Linked DNA regions of Mus musculus: region 2 is linked to region 1. The links are chromatin contacts, called in public Hi-C maps. All regions are on one chromosome and are shown on one strand. The core of a region is the stretch at or near the end of the contact, and the rest is flanking DNA. Distances in the headings are between cores, read along the strand shown.

Region 1 (4,093 bases), core at 47-2,546:
GTGATACCAGGCAGGGTGGGCCCTGGAGCTGGACAACACCCTGTCTTGACCTAACAAGGAACAGCCTCTTCCCGCCAGCAGAGAAAGGCCCCTTTGTTGGCACAATGCTCTCTGTCCCCGCACCCCCCTGCCACTTTCAGTTACAGGGGGGTGGGATGTCCCCAGCTAGTCCCCTGGGGGAGTATCCACCATGGTACTGGCCTAAATGCCACAGAGACCCCCTAACCCCAGGAGGGGGATGAAGAACAGGCTCAGGTACTAATGTCATCAGTGCAATCACTACAGGGTCATCCTTCAGACCTGGTTGGTGGCCTTCTTAGTTGCCAGAAAGAGAACATTTTGACCATCACCCCATGGGGGCGGCAGAATCCAGCCTTGACATAGACAGGGTCATTTCCAAGGTTGAGCCCCTCTGCTTGCTTGGCCCATGACATGCAGGCCTGTGCAATCACTGGCTCAGGGGTGATGTGGACCCCAGACAGGGGCGGAGCCTCGACTGCACAGACTGGGTGTAGGCTCAGCAGCTCCCCGTGACGCAGGGCACAGGTGACCTCTGTATATCTCGAGGCCTCCCGTCCAGGATCCCCAAGTCGATCCCCAGGAAGGGCCCCAGGTCGGTCCTCCGGTCTGCAACAGCCTAGAGGCTGTACCGAGCTGATCGCCCTAGATTCTATCGAAATGACCCAGGACAGGGTGTGGATCTGGTTTCCCTGGACCCAGAACACCCCACACTATATTGGACACCAAATCCATCACAGCGTCACCTCAATTCAGCCCCCCCCCCGGCATCCAACCCGCGCAAAGGGTCTCGCGATAGCCTGAGGCCCCAACATCCTGGGCATCTCCAAACCCGAGCCCCCCACTTTCCAGCGGCCACCATGGACATAGGAATACGTGAGGTGAGGCCCCACTCATTCTCCTTTTGCAGTTCTCAGTCCCCCACCCTCCTAGGTCTCACTGACCCGAAAGATGTGTGTGGTGGCTGCCCAGCGCAACGCTGTCCACCCCAGAGCGCAGAGCACGGCCAGCAGCAGCTCGGGTGCAGCCAGGTGCGCGTGCTCCGCCAGGCCGCGGCGCGCCAGTCCCCAGCCGCAGTCCCCGCAGCCCTGAGCCGCCGCCAGCGCCGAGGCCCAGCTTCGTTGCAACATCTGCGCATAACTCGGCATGGGCTCTGGCGCCTCGAGCCTGGGGGTCGCCGCGGCAGCAGCCATGCTATCCAATTCTCCGCTGTCTCCGCTGTTGCCTGCACCGGTCCGAGTCGCCGCGCGCCCTCGCGTCACGCGCCGCAGCCAGGCAGGGGGCGCGCGGGCCCCCCCAGAGCAAGAATGGGGCGTGGTCTCTCGGGCCCCGCCCCCGTTATGCAGAGCACCACCCCTCCTGCCCTCCTCTTGGTGCTGCTTTGAGACTAAGTGGTCCTCTACTCAAGTCTGCGACTGCCTTCTGCGGTCAAGATGGCTCAGCGGGTGAAGGTGAGGACAGACTGACACAAATTATCCTCTGACCTCCACTTGGGCGCCCATTCACACAAATAAAAGCAATGAGACAATTAAAAAAAAAAAAAAAAAGGATTCAGCCCATGCTTGGGTTGTTGGTACTCGCCCTTTGCCCACTGGTCTGAATGCAGGGCGCCTGGTTCTGTGGGTACAGCCAGCTTTGGAGCCTGTGAGTGTCCTAGCCTAGACCCATAGAAATTCACTGGTAGACTGTGAGGGTGGAGCTGACAAATGGTAGTGGGCTGAGGACTGTCCAAAGATCAGCCTCCCATTGTCCCATCACCACTGAGCCAAAGCCATAAAGATTAGCCTGATCCTTACTAACTCCTCCAGCCATATAGCCTCTTGTGCTGATCTTCCAACTGAGTACTTGCTGTGTAGCTGAGGATGATTTCGAACTCCTGATTCTCTTTTCTGCCTTCTGAGTGCTTGGAAGGCAGCTTTGCGCTGCCATACGTGGTTTATTTATTGCTGGCAGTGGAACGCAGGCTCTGTGCATACTAGGTCTCCAGCCTCCTGTATGTGCACGCATGAACTATGTGCACTCATGCACGCCAAGGGTACAAGTACGGAGGCCAGAGATAGATGCCCAGAGTCTTCCTCCATCAGTATTTAAAACCTTGGATGGCTCAGTGGTTAAGAGCACTGTTTGCTCTTCCAAAGGTCCTGAGTTTAAATCTTGGCTCACAACCATCTGTAATGGGATCAAATGCCCTCTTCTGGTGTGCATGACGTCAGAGGACTCATATACATATACTTATTAGAAAACTGCATTTTAATAAGACTTTTGATATATCTGTGTCTGTGTGCACATATGCCACATGAGTATAAGTGCCCATGGGACTGGAAGGTAGACCCCATGGAGATGGAGCAACAGGCTGCTGTTGGCTGGGTGGACATTGCTGCTGGGGTCAGAACATCAGTCCTCTGCAAGAGTGGTTTTTAGGCCAGGCCTAGTGGCACAGGCCTTTAATCCTAGCACTTGGGAGGCAGAGGCAGGCGGATTTCTGAGTTCAAGATCAGCCTAGTCTACAGAGTGAGTTCCATCTAGGACAGCCAGGGCTGCAGAGAAACCCTGTCTTGAAAAACAAAACAAAGAGTGGTTTTTAACCACTGGCCTAGCTCTCTAGCCCTCTCACCTACACCATTTAAAAAAGATGTAGCCATTTGGTGCATTTTCTCTGCTTGGTGCCCAGAGGCAAGGAGGGCATCAGACCCCCTGGAACTAGAGTTACACACTGAGAGCTGAACCTGAGGCCTTGCTTGGCGAGAGCAGCCAACACTCGGAACTGCGAGCTGTCACACCTCTCCAGACCCTGTGTTTAGTTTTTATTTTGTTTTTTGAGACAGGGTTTCTCTGTATAGCCCTGGCTGTCCTGGAACTCACTTTGTAGACCAGGCTGCGCTCGAAATCAGAAATCACCTGCCTCTGCCTCCCAAGTGCTGGGATTAAAGGTGTGTGCCACCACTGCCCGGCCTGTATTTAGTTTTTGAGGCAGGATCTCTCACTAACCTAGGGCTCACTGGTCCAGCTAGACCATGTGGCCAATGAGCCCTAGCGAGCTTCCTGCCTCCCAGACGCAGCCCCCAACCCTAGGGACAGACATGAGCCACCTGTGCCCTTGGCTTCTACGTAGGTACTGGGGACCCAAACTTGGACTATCATGCTTCTGGGAAAGGTCCACTACTGAGCATGTCACAGGGTCTCATGATGCAGCTGAGGATAGCAGTGAACCCAACCCTCCCACGGCTTCCTTCGATAGGTGTGGCCCACTACTCAAGGGTTCCTGACTGGAAACCCCCGTGGGTGAGAGGGGTTCTTATACTTGCTCCTGAGTTGTTAGGTGACAGGCTAGGGGCTGGGGCCCTTCCCAGTCCCTCCTGGCAAATCCTGGGGCCATCTGGCAAACACAGTGCCCATCTGTAAGTGAAGAAGCCTGATCAGCCTGAGTTTCTTCTTGGCAGTGGAGTTGGGATGCCTGCCAATGAGGTGTGGGGTGATGTGTGGTGTAGGCCAAGGACCAGGACTTCCTAATAGAGCTCATGCTAGGCAGATACTGGTGCCCCGTCCCCTCCTGTCACATGGCCAAGTGTCAGTGCACTGCACTGCAGTGGCATCTGAGTTGGTGTCAGATGGCTATCCCAGTAGCTAAGGTAAGGTCACAAGCCTCAAGAGACAGCATGGGGGCTAACTAGACCTCCTGCTCCCTGTCCAGTGGGACCTGTTTGGGGCTTCTCACTATAGCTAAGCCTGGTAGGCAGGGCCCAGCATGGGTCTATCCTGCCAGTGGCCCTATACCCACCATGCTGTGCAAGGTGGCAGCCCAGACAATAAGCCCTAGGGTCCAAGATTTGAGTGGCAACATCCTTCATTGATGGCTGCCTTGATGGGTCTGTACCTCAGTTTCCCTGGATGCTGATTGAGGCAACCTGGGGGGTGCTTGTAGAGGAGGCTAGAGAACCATGGAGGGGTACCCTGAAGCTTAGAGTGCAGGACTGGTGGTGTACAGTGAGGTGGGAGACTGGGACTCTCTCCTCCCAGTCCCTCTCCTGTCAGAGTGAGCGCCTGGTGGGTATCAGGCAGAGCGATAATGGATAGA
Region 2 (4,222 bases), core at 465-2,964, 99 kb before region 1:
TGCTGGCTTATCTGATGCAAGGCTATGAGGCTGGAAAGAGCAGAGGGCCAAGCCAGTGGAAGGGAAAGCTGAGCGTGCAGGGAACACACATCCCTTTCGTAGCCTTCCCCTCCTACTCTTTCCTACTAGACTCTCTGCACAGGACAGAGCCCCAGTGTCAGCTGGCCTGCTCTCTTTAATATCTTTACAAGGCCAGCCTGTTGCCATGGTGACTACAAGCAGTCCTGGCCTGCCCAAGGCCACTCCATCTGAACATTGAGTCTAGGAGGGGATAGTGGGCGTGGGGTTGCTCAGATCTCCTAGGGAAAATGGGGCCTGCCAGGTCCTTTCCCCAGGAGATACCCAGAGTGGCTCCATACAAGGCCAGAGGTGGCTTTTTTATGACGCGCTGGTCATACCATCCCAGGGAGTTTAGCCAGAGGGATGCCTCCACTGAGCTGTCCACCTGGGGAGGTGCTCCATCTGCAGTGGGAGGGGGGGGTCCCCCGGCCCCCTATAAAACAGCCCCACCACCACCTTAGCTACCTCCTAGCTAGGCAGGCCATGTCTCTTTGGCAGGCATGCCTCTTTCCCAGGCGTGAGTTGTCCATCAGGGGAGTAGACTGTACTGTGTCTCCCCAGCAATGTGTCTTCATGCTCCAGAGGCAGGGGCTGTGACCTTATGCAGAACTGAAGTCCTTAATTAGGGGGCTGGAGAGATGGCGCAGGACTTAGGAATTGTAAGCACTGTTCTTGCAGAGAACCTGGATTCCTTCAGGCTCCAGGTGTTACAGTGCCCCCTTCTGGTATCTTCAGACATGTGCACATGCCTACACACAGACACCCACCCACCCATGTAATTAAAAATAGAATAAAATACATGGTTTTGTTTTGTTTTGTTTTGTTTTTGAGACAGGATTTCTCTGTGTATCTCTGACTTTCCTGGAACTCTCTCTGTAGACCCAGCTAGCCTCTGTCTCATAGATCCACCTGCCTCTGCCTCTTAAGTGCTGGTATTAAAGGCATGCACCACTATACCTAGCTAAGATATATGTTTTATAATATAGTCTCAAGGTGATTCCTGGGTTAAGGTGAGAGCCAATTCCCAGGGCTGGCTCAGTGCCCTTTGGTGTCTGTTTGGGTTGGGTGTCAGGAATTCTGTGGACACAAAATTCCCATACTTAGGTCACTTTCTGATTGGGGGTGCTATGAGAGTCTGCTAATTCTTCTAGAAACTTCTCCACTGAACTTGGTTGGGTTTTTTGTTTTTGTTTTTGTTTTTTTGGTTTTTTGAGACAGGGTTTTTCTGTGTAGCCCTGGCTGTCCTGGAACTCACTCTGTAGACCAGGCTGGCCTCGAACTCAGAAATCCGCCTGCCTCTGCCTCCCAAGTACTGGGATTAAAGGCCACCACCACGCCTGGCCCCACCAAACTTGGAATACCTGTGTAGTCTTCAATTTTTTTTAAAATCTACTTTTTTTTTTTTTTTTTGGTTTTTTGAAAACCTACTTTTAATAAGAGTTCTGAAATGCTTTAACCTTCCTTCTAGCCCATCACCCTCCAGAGATAGTGAAAAGAAATAGTGTATTAGGATACAGGGGAAGTGAACCATACCTGTTTAGAAACAGTTCTTTGGGACGAGTTCAATCTCTAATTGTCAGGATATCAGGTGTCTAGTTCAGTTGTGTCAGGAGAGCAAACATGAATCAGCAGTGGTGGCATGACCCAGCAGAAACACCCAGGCCTCAATGAATCAGCACAAGTCAGCAGGAGCCACCAGGACCGGCAGGAGAAATTCTATATTATGCCTCTCTGAATGAAGTGAAAATCAGCAAAGATGAAGATATGAGTGAGACACTGAAGCATTGTAAGTCCAGCCATGCAAGCTTGCCATCAATGTTGGGTCCTATGTGTACTCCCTCCTCCAAACATCATGTGTCCTTCCATGGGTATTGCCTCACCACGTGAGTCTGTCTTAGCAAAACTCAGCCGACATCACTCTGCCAGTCATCCCAAATCTGAGGAAGTAGCCAGAAGCTGCCAGAAAACCACCAAGAGTTTTGGTGCATTTCTATGAAGTGAGGACAAACAATGGTAATTAAGGAATGGCAAGGTGTACCAACACCATCCAGTGTCGCCTGCGTCTGTTGTGTCCTTCTTGACATCATGTGTCTTCTTACATGTTTGCTTTAGCAAAACATCCTCTCACATGTGTCTGCTTTAGGAAAACATGTCTGCCCCAGCAAAACACCATCTGACAAAACTGACTTTCCAAAGAAGCCACAGGTTTCCACTTCACAGCTGACTCCACCAAGCTGTGGGGATCATCACAGTGGCGTAGGAGTCGGAGGAGTCTATGGGTTCTTGTAAAGCTGACCTTTCTGGGTGCTGCTGATCATGGGGCTCAAAGATACTGAGGTCTGTGCCATGCGAACAGAAGACAGAAGTGGACATGGACTGAGGCCAAGACATAGGAGGTACAGTGTGGACTGTAGATGCTAGAGCCATGACCCCAAGTCCCAGGCTGCCTTGGGTTTGTAGATAGACAAGACAGAAAGGAGCCTCCAGGGGAACGGAGGCGAGGAATGTCCATGGCTTCAAGCCATCCTGCTTGCGGTAGTTGGGTAGCTCTAGGATTGTAACCCAGTCTTACCATATTCAGTTGGGATTTGCTGTAACTTTAATTTTTTAATATTATTTTTAATGATGTTTTTAAAATGTTTTAACCTCTTTTTAGCACACTACCCAATAGAGGTAGTGTAAAAGAAAGGATATAGGGGAAGTGGAACTGTTTAGAAAAGTTTTTTGGGAGCAACTTTGTCAGTGTTGTCTGGAAATTGGCAGTTCAGTTCACAGGTTAGCGGCGGCAGCTCAATCCACTTGTAAACGTCTCATGGAAATACTGGGGCAGCAGCAGCAGTGGCACCACCTAATAAAACAGCCAGGCCTCAGCCTCGGCTCGAGTCAGCAGGAGGGACCGGGAAGATTGTCAGGAGAAGTTCTTACCACAGGACAGCAATGTAAGGTACAGTAGGGACACTCCCACCCTGACTCCAATGGCCAGGCACTGCTTTGAAGGTCAGCTGGATAGAGGCTGACTTTCTAGAAGGATCCAAGGCTGCAACCAGCAGGCAGGAAATGAGGCTAGGCTTGCAGGTTCCACTCACCTGCCCTGGTTCTGAATACAAGCGAGCACAGTCTCAGGGACTCCATACTGCAGGCTCATGATCCAAGAGTGTAGGTCAGCTCGTGGCCAAGAGTTGTTGAGGGCCATGGGGTGGAAAGCAGAGCCTATGGCCAAGCTAGTGATGAAGTCCTTTCTGCAGTCCGGATGGCACCCAGCGATGCAGAAGAGTGGTGCTTGGAGCCCTCTAGCTGTGTCATCTGTTTTCTCTAGTGGCACCCACCTGTAATCTCAGCACTCAGGCTGAGGCAGGAGGATTACCAACAATGGGGAAAGTGAACATGTGAGTGCCTGCCTGCCTACCATCCATTTAGGTGGGCTCTCTGAATCATGGAGAAGGCTGTTTGGAGAACTGGAGGTCCTGACTTTGGACCCTGGGCTTGACCTGCAGTATTTGAGCTAGAAGGCTGTGATGTTAGCAGCTGTGAGGGTGGGAGAGAGGAGGTGCATGACCAGTGTGGGCCCTGAACTCTGCCCAGGGCAGCCAGGAGTTGCTGTAGCTCCTGAAGGTCCCTCAAAGGGCCAGTGTCCATATGGCAGTCCAAGGTGGCCAGTGTGGCCTGAGGATAAGTGGTCCTCACTCTTCCTAACGCTGCAACCCTTTAATAGAACAAGTTCCTCATGTTTTGGTGACCTCCAACCATAAAAAGATTTTGTTAGTACTTGATAGCTGTATTTTTGCTGCTGTTACGAATTATAATGTAAATATCTGATATGCAGGAGATCTGATTCGCAACCCCTGTGAAAGGGTTGTTGGACCCCAAAGGGATCTCAACCCACAGGTTAAGAGCCACTGCTTCAGATGCAGTGTGGACTATCCAAGGTGGGCAGCTCCAAGTGAGCACGCCATTCACCCCTATTTCCTCACATTTATTTATCTATGTGCTCATTTGCTCGTGGCCATTATTCATTCACTCATGAACTCATTCATTTATTCACATGCTCCCTCACCCATGTGATCAAGGCTCGCCGGTATGTCTCAGGAGCACAGCATAGTGGGAACAGGGCGTGTGGTTTGGCAGTAGGCAGGGGTGGGGGTGGGGGTGGTACTTACAGGAT

Evidence for each region. Hi-C and Micro-C count contacts between places; a contact is called where the count stands out from the background.
Region 2: a contact with region 1 is called in a Hi-C map of pancreatic cancer cells. The contact joins the enhancer-like site here to the promoter of Gdf1 in region 1. A contact is called at or near these places in 5 of 39 promoter capture datasets (embryonic stem cells, hematopoietic stem and progenitor cells, liver and 2 more), 2 of 484 Hi-C or Micro-C datasets (bone marrow-derived macrophages and pancreatic cancer cells), 4 of 115 datasets of contacts at active chromatin or transcription factors (the 230-238 cell line and embryonic stem cells) and 4 of 9 other capture datasets (adipose tissue, liver, macrophages and 1 more).

Annotation. Positions count from the first base shown.
Region 1 is chr8:70,312,978-70,317,070 of GRCm38.p6, reverse strand. Gdf1 (growth differentiation factor 1) reads right to left here and starts at 1,296. Exons shown (of 8, transcript NM_001163282.2): 1 at 963-1,296. Cers1 (ceramide synthase 1) reads right to left here and starts at 1,296. Exons shown (of 8, transcript NM_138647.3): 1 at 963-1,296. The coding sequence starts at 1,211. Cope (coatomer protein complex, subunit epsilon) reads right to left here. Exons shown (of 10, transcript NM_021538.2): 10 at 4,069-4,093.
Region 2 is chr8:70,412,248-70,416,469 of GRCm38.p6, reverse strand. The region is part of intron 1 of Crtc1 (CREB regulated transcription coactivator 1); the gene reads left to right. Among named protein-coding and RNA genes, the nearest start is that of Crtc1, 25 kb to the left of the region's middle. Within about 2 kb of position 1,714, at least 27 of the 459 cell types and tissues checked have an H3K27ac peak or open chromatin away from gene starts, as enhancers often do. A contact at or near this core is called in bone marrow-derived macrophages and pancreatic cancer cells, where this site is marked.